Regions from separate parts of the Sus scrofa genome. Here region 1 is linked to region 2. A link is a contact called in public HiChIP or PLAC-seq data. All regions are on one chromosome and are shown on one strand. The core of a region is the stretch at or near the end of the contact, and the rest is flanking DNA. Distances in the headings are between cores, read along the strand shown.

The links. HiChIP or PLAC-seq counts read pairs in DNA pulled down with a chosen protein or histone mark.
Region 1: an H3K27ac HiChIP or PLAC-seq map of alveolar macrophages shows a contact between it and region 2. The contact joins the promoter of TAX1BP3 here to the promoter of MNT in region 2. A contact is called at or near these places in 1 of 47 Hi-C or Micro-C datasets (embryonic fibroblasts) and 1 of 2 datasets of contacts at active chromatin or transcription factors (alveolar macrophages).

Annotation. Positions count from the first base shown.
Region 1 is chr12:49,757,720-49,760,901 of Sscrofa11.1, reverse strand. It overlaps TAX1BP3 (tax1-binding protein 3), which reads left to right and starts at 1,876. Exons shown (of 4, transcript XM_003131848.3): 1 at 1,876-2,029. The coding sequence starts at 1,991. EMC6 (ER membrane protein complex subunit 6) reads right to left here and starts at 1,749. Exons shown (of 2, transcript XM_005669120.3): 1 at 1,603-1,749; 2 at 833-1,403. The coding sequence starts at 1,355. The coding sequence ends at 1,023.
Region 2 is chr12:48,485,136-48,488,757 of Sscrofa11.1, reverse strand. MNT (max-binding protein MNT) reads left to right here and starts at 2,021. Exons shown (of 6, transcript XM_021067616.1): 1 at 2,021-2,467. The coding sequence starts at 2,395.

The DNA.
Region 1 (3,182 bases), core at 627-3,126, 1.3 Mb before region 2:
CAACAGCTAGCTCTGACTTGGTGAAATGGAACTGAAACGACACCACTCACAACTGAAAGGTGTGGTTAGTGGGAGGGAAGACTGGGCTCTGAAAAGATATACTCAAATAATTCAGTACGGGCAATTAAAAGACCTACACTGAAATCCTGGCTCTGCCTTTTCCTAGCTATGCCTCCTATGGTAGAGGTATTTAACTTCTCTGAGCCTCAGATTCATCAGTGGGGGCTAAGAATCAATCTACTGCATAAGAATACTGCTAGAATGAGATTGAGTGTAGGAGTTCCCATTGTGGCTCAGCGGTAACAAACCCAACTAGTATCTACCAGGATGCCTGTTCAATCCCTGGCCTCGCTCAGTGGGTTAAGGATCCAGGCACTGCCATGAGCTGTGGTGCAGGTCAGAGATGCGGATCAGATCCCAAGTTGCTGTGGCTGTGAGGTAGGTCGGCAGCTGCAGCTCTGATTCGACCCCTAGCCTGGCAACTTCCATATGCCACAGGTGCGGCCCTAATAAAAGCAAAAAAAAAAAAAAGAAAAAGAAATGAGTGTGAAAGGTGCGCAGTACAATGCCTGGTATATAGAGCACACTTAATAAGTATTGACTGTTATTAGTTCTCGGGATGTTAATAAGTTCTCTTATTTAGGCCTTAGTGACCCCTCTGCGAATAGCCCATGTGTCAATGCAAGGAAATGAAAGAAAGCTAAGGCGCAGTCAGAGAGCTCTCCCAGAGTCAAAACCCGGCGATTCTGCACCCACAGCGGCGGGAGGGGGGGGGGGACGGGGGGACGGGGACGCGGAGCGCGGCGCTTTAAGGTAGGAAAAAAACTCCACAAAGGGTCTCACGCTTCATTTAATCTGAAGAACAGTACAGGCTCTTCGTCTTCAGATATAAATTATTCATAACGTTACAGAACAAGCAGCGAATCCAACAATTTAAAAACTAGGTAAGTCTACACGCTGTTAATTTCCGGCAACCGTCCTCCCAATCTGCTTTTCAAAAAGAAGTCATCCCTGCCCTCCTTTCAGTAGACGTGCACCATGCCGTAGAGGAATGTCCAGAACAGGACGTAGGTGAAGAGGCCTCCAATGAGACCTCCTGTAAAGAGAGGTCTTCGCGACTTAAAATATTTGTTCCACCTCCTTCCCGCCTTGAGAATTAAGAGCAAAGAGAGCAGGATGGAGGCGAGCAGGTAGAAGATGAAACCGTACAGGCCGGTGAGGCCGAGGATGCCGGCCGTGGCCCCCGACAGCGCCGACACCGAGGTCCGGCAGTAATCCAGGACGGCGGCGTTGCCCCGCACAGCGGCCTCACTGATGAACGGCGGCCCTTCCCGCTTGACCACCACAGCGGCCATCGCACCCACCCGGACTCGGCCTCTGCTTTCTCCCGAAGCAACGCGGGGCTGCGGAGAGAACCACGTTACAAGTAGCGCCCAGAGCCTGGCGAGTTGGGTTCACGCCGCCCCTTTCCCTAGGGCTGCCAAGACTTCGCACCACCTCCCCGCCCCCAGCGTCTCGGACCTTCGAAAAACGCTGAGAAAGCTGAGGGTTCGGGACGGCTGGCCGCATAGCTGCATTTCCCGCCTAGACTCGGCCACTTACCTGGAACGCGGCGGCGGAGGTAGTCACTCGACGTTCCCTCAGACAGCCTAGAGCAGGGACTCCCGCGACGCCATCTTGCGCAGAGGATGCTGGGAAGGCCCAGGCTGCGCACGCGCCAAGGCCTCGCTCCCCGCCCCCCCTCCGCCTCTGGCGCACGCACTGAGGACGCCTCAAGCACGCACCACCCACTTCCCCGCTTTTCTACGCACGCACGGGAACTTCCGAGAGCCGGACAGCGCTCCGGCAGGTGATTCGCTGGAGTCTTGTTAACTATTCATAAGGGGGCGGGCTGGGCCGTGCAGCCTTTGTTAACCAGAGAGGGCGCGGCCACCGGGATTCTCGCTGCAGGCTTCGGGGAGCGGCGCTTGGCTTCCAGATTGGGGTCGAGATGTCCTACATTCCGGGCCAGCCGGTCACCGCCGTGGTGGTGAGTGCGCTCGCTCGGGCTCTTCCTAGTTTTGGCTTGCCCCCACTTTGCAGATAGGTAAATTGATACACCAAACAGGTTGACAAAGCGTCGAACCCGGGACTCCTGCAAACCCGCAGCCAGAGCTCCGGTTCCCGCTCTGCGGGACAGGAGCCGTGGTCTTCCCCAGCCAGGCAAGAGGTGGCTGGGACCCACGAGCTTCCTGAAGACCCGGGATCAAGGCCAGATCCTGCTCGCCGCCGCCGCCGCTCTGGACTCTTCTTACTGAGGGAAAAGGCCCCGGCTGTGGGAGTCTAGGAAGCGTCCCCTTCCCAGGCCTGTGTCCCCAGCTGGGTAGCCGCGGGGGGCGGGCGCCGGATCCAAAGTCCATGAGTCGCAGCCTCTGGAATGAGGAAGTGCTTCCTCCGCTCCAGCCGGCGCCGCCGCCCAAGACTTGCGGGTGGAGGTAGCCGGAGCCTGAGTAACAGTCCTACAACCCCTCCCATCTAGCCTTGCCTTCTCGGACGCACAGTCAGTCGGTCCAGAGTGAAGGCTCATACAACTGACTTGATCCCGCTCCGAACTTTCCCTGGATCCCCAAACAACTCTTGGGGCAAAGCCCAGGTCACCCTCCTGGCACTTGGGGCCTGAGGAGACCCTTCGGGGTCGGCTCAGGCCCCTGGTTGCCCTCTTGGTTCATCTTGGGTGCCAAGTGCTATGAGAATAGGCAGAGAAGTTGGGACATTAGACTCAGACGCCAATGTCACAGCTGGATGGGGCCTGGAGACCCATTCCATGGCTGAGGTGGGGAAATTGAGTCCCAGAGAGATGTCTGGCCATGCCCAGCCATGTAAAGAAGGCTTCAAGAAGGACCCAGATCTCTGAGCAGAAATGCCTGCTGGGCAAGGAATGGGTCAGATGGAAGTCGTAGCCCTAAGGGCCCTGCCACTGGCTGCAGTATCCAGATGGGCGTGTTGGGGACTCCAGCAGCCAGGTGGTGTGACCAGGGAGCCACTGATAAAGCTGCCATGTGAGGGTGAGCTTAGCACACCAGCTCAGGCCTGGACTGCTGACAGCTGTCCTCAGCTTCACCCTGGCTGCACCGGCTTGGCTTTTCCAGCCTTCTAGCTGCCCCAGAGAGAAGGGGTCAGGTTTGCTCTTTAGCTAGAAAAAA
Region 2 (3,622 bases), core at 772-3,271:
CTACTGCAGATGTTGGGGCATTAAGTGTGCAAAGATAAGAGCCCTCTGTAGCCTGGTACTGGCAAACAACCCTCTTCCTCCCATTCACTTGGTTCTTGATTTCCAGAATCTGCAGATTTTCTTTCCCTGGGATGCATTATGCCCTCTAAGGAAAGGCACAAAGCCAGCAAGCATCATTTACATCAGCTTTCCATGTGTCTAGCTCTCCTCTAGCTAGTCCGCCTCAAAAGGAAAGTAAGCCTCTAAGGGCACAGTGGGGATGGCATGGGATGGATTGACAGGATGATCTGCCACTCAGCCAACCTCACAAAGGTTTGCTTTCTGGCTTCATATGATTGTAACATCTAGGCCACAAGATCCTGAGCCCAACTGCCACTGTCCTACTTTATTAGAACTGATTAGCAAAGAAAGGAATCTGGGGGCCAAGACCCAGGTGCCTGAGGCCTGTGGGCATTGGGACAGCAGAGCTGGACCTGCTCCAAGGTGCTCCAACTATGCCTTCAGCCTGTGCCTGTCACTGCCAACTGTACCAATGGGGTTTGTGTTGCCTCCACCAAAGAAACAGCGCGGCAGGGTTTCAGGTGAAGATTTTTGGTGCCCCCGCCATCACAATACGTTAAGTGGTCAGATCCCCCCCTTTCCGTGTGAGCAGTTTGATACTCCTCCATGACTTTTTTTTCTAGTTGTGGGCCTTGCCCCAGAACTGCCTTCAAAAGAGTCATCATCCATGGGGTCAGGTATAAATGCTCCAATGGGGAAAGGAGCAACTGGAATATTGAGTGACCGCAGAAAAATCCTTTCTGGTCTTCAGTTTCCTTATCTGCAAAGTTTAAGAATTTGGGTAAACGGACCAAATTCTGTTTGTACCCCAAACGCCTCCAAACTCTACCGCAAGAAGCCGCCAGAGGAAGCGCCAGGCCAGGGGTCTTACCCCGCCCGCGAGAGCGATAGTGGCCGGGCGGGTGGCCCCGCCCCCGCTCCCGCCTTGGTTGCCCAGCCACTGGGAGGGCCGAGCTTCCGCCCTCCACGTTGTTGTTCCCGATTTGCGCCACGCCCCCTCGGTCTGGGCTTTGGACACCTAGCCTAATTTGCCCTCGGTCCGGCCCCAGAGCAAAGGGCGACTTCTGGGGTGGCACATTTGGAGTTTCCGCCCGCCTCAGAGGCGCGTGGACAAAGGCAAGAGTTTATAGGAAGGAAAGGGAGACACTTTGTTTTGGAGGGAGGATAGTGAAAAGTAAAGAGTAGATCAGGTCACAACTGCACAATTTCCCTTTCGGAGTCCCACCCTTCACACAGCGTCCCCATCCGCACCCGCGAATGTGACCCTGCTAGACACTGGCCCTTTAAACAGAAGGCTGGCGGCGCGGGGTGTCCATGTGGAGCTGCTCCATGCCGTGTTGTCCTGCCCGCCCATTGGCCCGCGGCCCGGTGACGTCGCCTAATAGGATGCGAACGCACTGCGGGGGGAGGAACGGAGACAAAACGCGGAACAGGATCGCCACTCCGCTCCCTCTGCCAGTTCTCTGGCAGCCTCCTGCCGTCAGCTCCGCCCAGGGGCGGATCCCGGGGGAATTGCGACAGCCTGGTGGTTGCGGGAATTAGGTCACGTGTGGACCCAGGGTTCGGGCCAGTCTCTACCAGCCTAAGGTTTCCTTGACCTGGAATATCCTTATTTGAACTAACTCGAGTCTTGAGTTTTCCACCCTTCCTTCCCTCCAGCAGGATAATTTTAGTTGTGAATGACACAAACATGCAGCCCTTGCTAAACTTGTGGCTTGCAATCGGGGCGGGGGGAGGCGGGAAAGCGGAAATGCAGGGCGCGAACCCGGCTGGAGCTTCTCCCACCCCACCCAGGCCACGTGTGCGCTCGCCGTCTTGAGTGGGCGGGGCCAGCCTGCCCGGGACCACGCCCCTCCCTTCGTGAGAAGCCGCGGCCCTGCGGGCGGGGGCTCCGGTCCGGGCTTTGGCTGCGGCCCCGGTGTAGTAGCGGGGGCGGCGGCCGGGGGCAGCGCGGCTCCTTCCCTTGTTGTGTGTGTCGGTGCCTCCTCGCCATCTTGTTGCAAAGCCTTTTCTTGTCGGCGGGACTCCTGGGGGCCGCGGGGCGGGAGGCATTGGAAGGGAGGAAGAGTGGGAGGGGAAGGAGTGAGGCAGTGCCGCCTTATTTTTTTTGCATCAATATATTTAAATTTGCAAATTACATTTTGCAAATATTTGGGGAGACATTGGTTTTTCTCCCTGTGCTTCCCCGTTCTTCCCTGCGGAGTGCGCTGCGCCGCCCAGCCCTGTCGCCCCCCGGAGGTGATCCCTCCCTCCTGCCTGCCCGCCAGCCTGACCTGTGCTCGACTCGCGGGCCGCAGTCTCGGCCCCGGCGCGCCCCCGGCAGCTCTCGGCGCGATGAGCATAGAGACGCTACTGGAGGCGGCCCGCTTCCTGGAATGGCAAGCGCAGCAACAACAGAGAGCACGTGGTGAGCGGCCGGGCTGGGCCCCTAGGGCAGCGGGGAAGGGGAGGCGAGCGACCCTGGTACCCGAGCCCACCCGAAACCGCGGGCGGAACCCTCTCCCAGGCGGCTCGCGAAGCCGGGCATTGCAAGGCTCCGCGGAAGAACCGGCACCGGAGGAAGAGTGTTGTGGGCAGTGAAATTAATTAATGAATTCGTTAACATGCAGCGGGGGACCCGGCTCCTGTGGGCGCCACCCCAGCTGCCTACCACCACTTGTGCACCTTTCGTGAGGGGCTCCTTTCGCGTGGGCCAGCAGCGCCCTCGGTAGGGCTGAGGATGTGCGAGCCGGGGGGTGGGGTGAAGAATGGTGTTGCGTGGGGGTGGCAGACCCGCGGGCGTGTGCGTGTGTGCACAGGGGATGTGTGATGCGAGCCTCGATGAGAGCGGATGAACGGACGTTTACACGGGTGAGTGTCTAGTGCACACGAGTGGGCGTGTGTGTAACGGAGTGGGGGGTGGAATTACTCTACGCGAAGCAGCTCCCCGGCTTCCCTAGTCTTGTGGGGTGGGTGCGGGGGGCGCTCCTGGCAGATCTTACTCGCCGCTTGGGGCGGAGGCGGCCTTTGCAGAATGAAAATGACATCGCGTGTCTTATGATCCTGGCCAGCCCCGCCTGACCCCGCCTCCCACAACTGGGCTGGGTCGCGCGTCAGGGGTTTGGGTGAGAGCCGGGCTGATTAGTGCATCGGTGAAACGGCCCGAAGGTCGCCGGGGGCAGACCCGGGGCCCCCCTTGCTGCGCCCCACTTTAGCCGGTGTGGAATGTGGCGTGTCTGCGCCTTCTAAACCCGCTCTCGGCTGGAATGTTGCGTGTGCCTGCGTTCTAAGCCCGTTGGTTACACCGGGTGGTGACGTGGACAGGGCCCGCCCCCGACCACGTGCACCGGGGACACTCCCGCTGGGGACTGCGCGGCCCTGCCCCTCCCTGCTGCCTCGCGCTCGGCCGGGGGCGGAGCCTGGGCGGGGCTGGCTAGGGGCCTTCCGCCGGGTTGGGCCCGGGCTCTGGCCCCCGGGCATCTCCCCGGGAGAGTCTGCCCTACGAGGGAGGAGCTGAGCTCACCTGTAGGTTCTCACCCCAACCTCCAATTTTTGGTCCTGGGGCGAGGGAAATCCTCAGAAT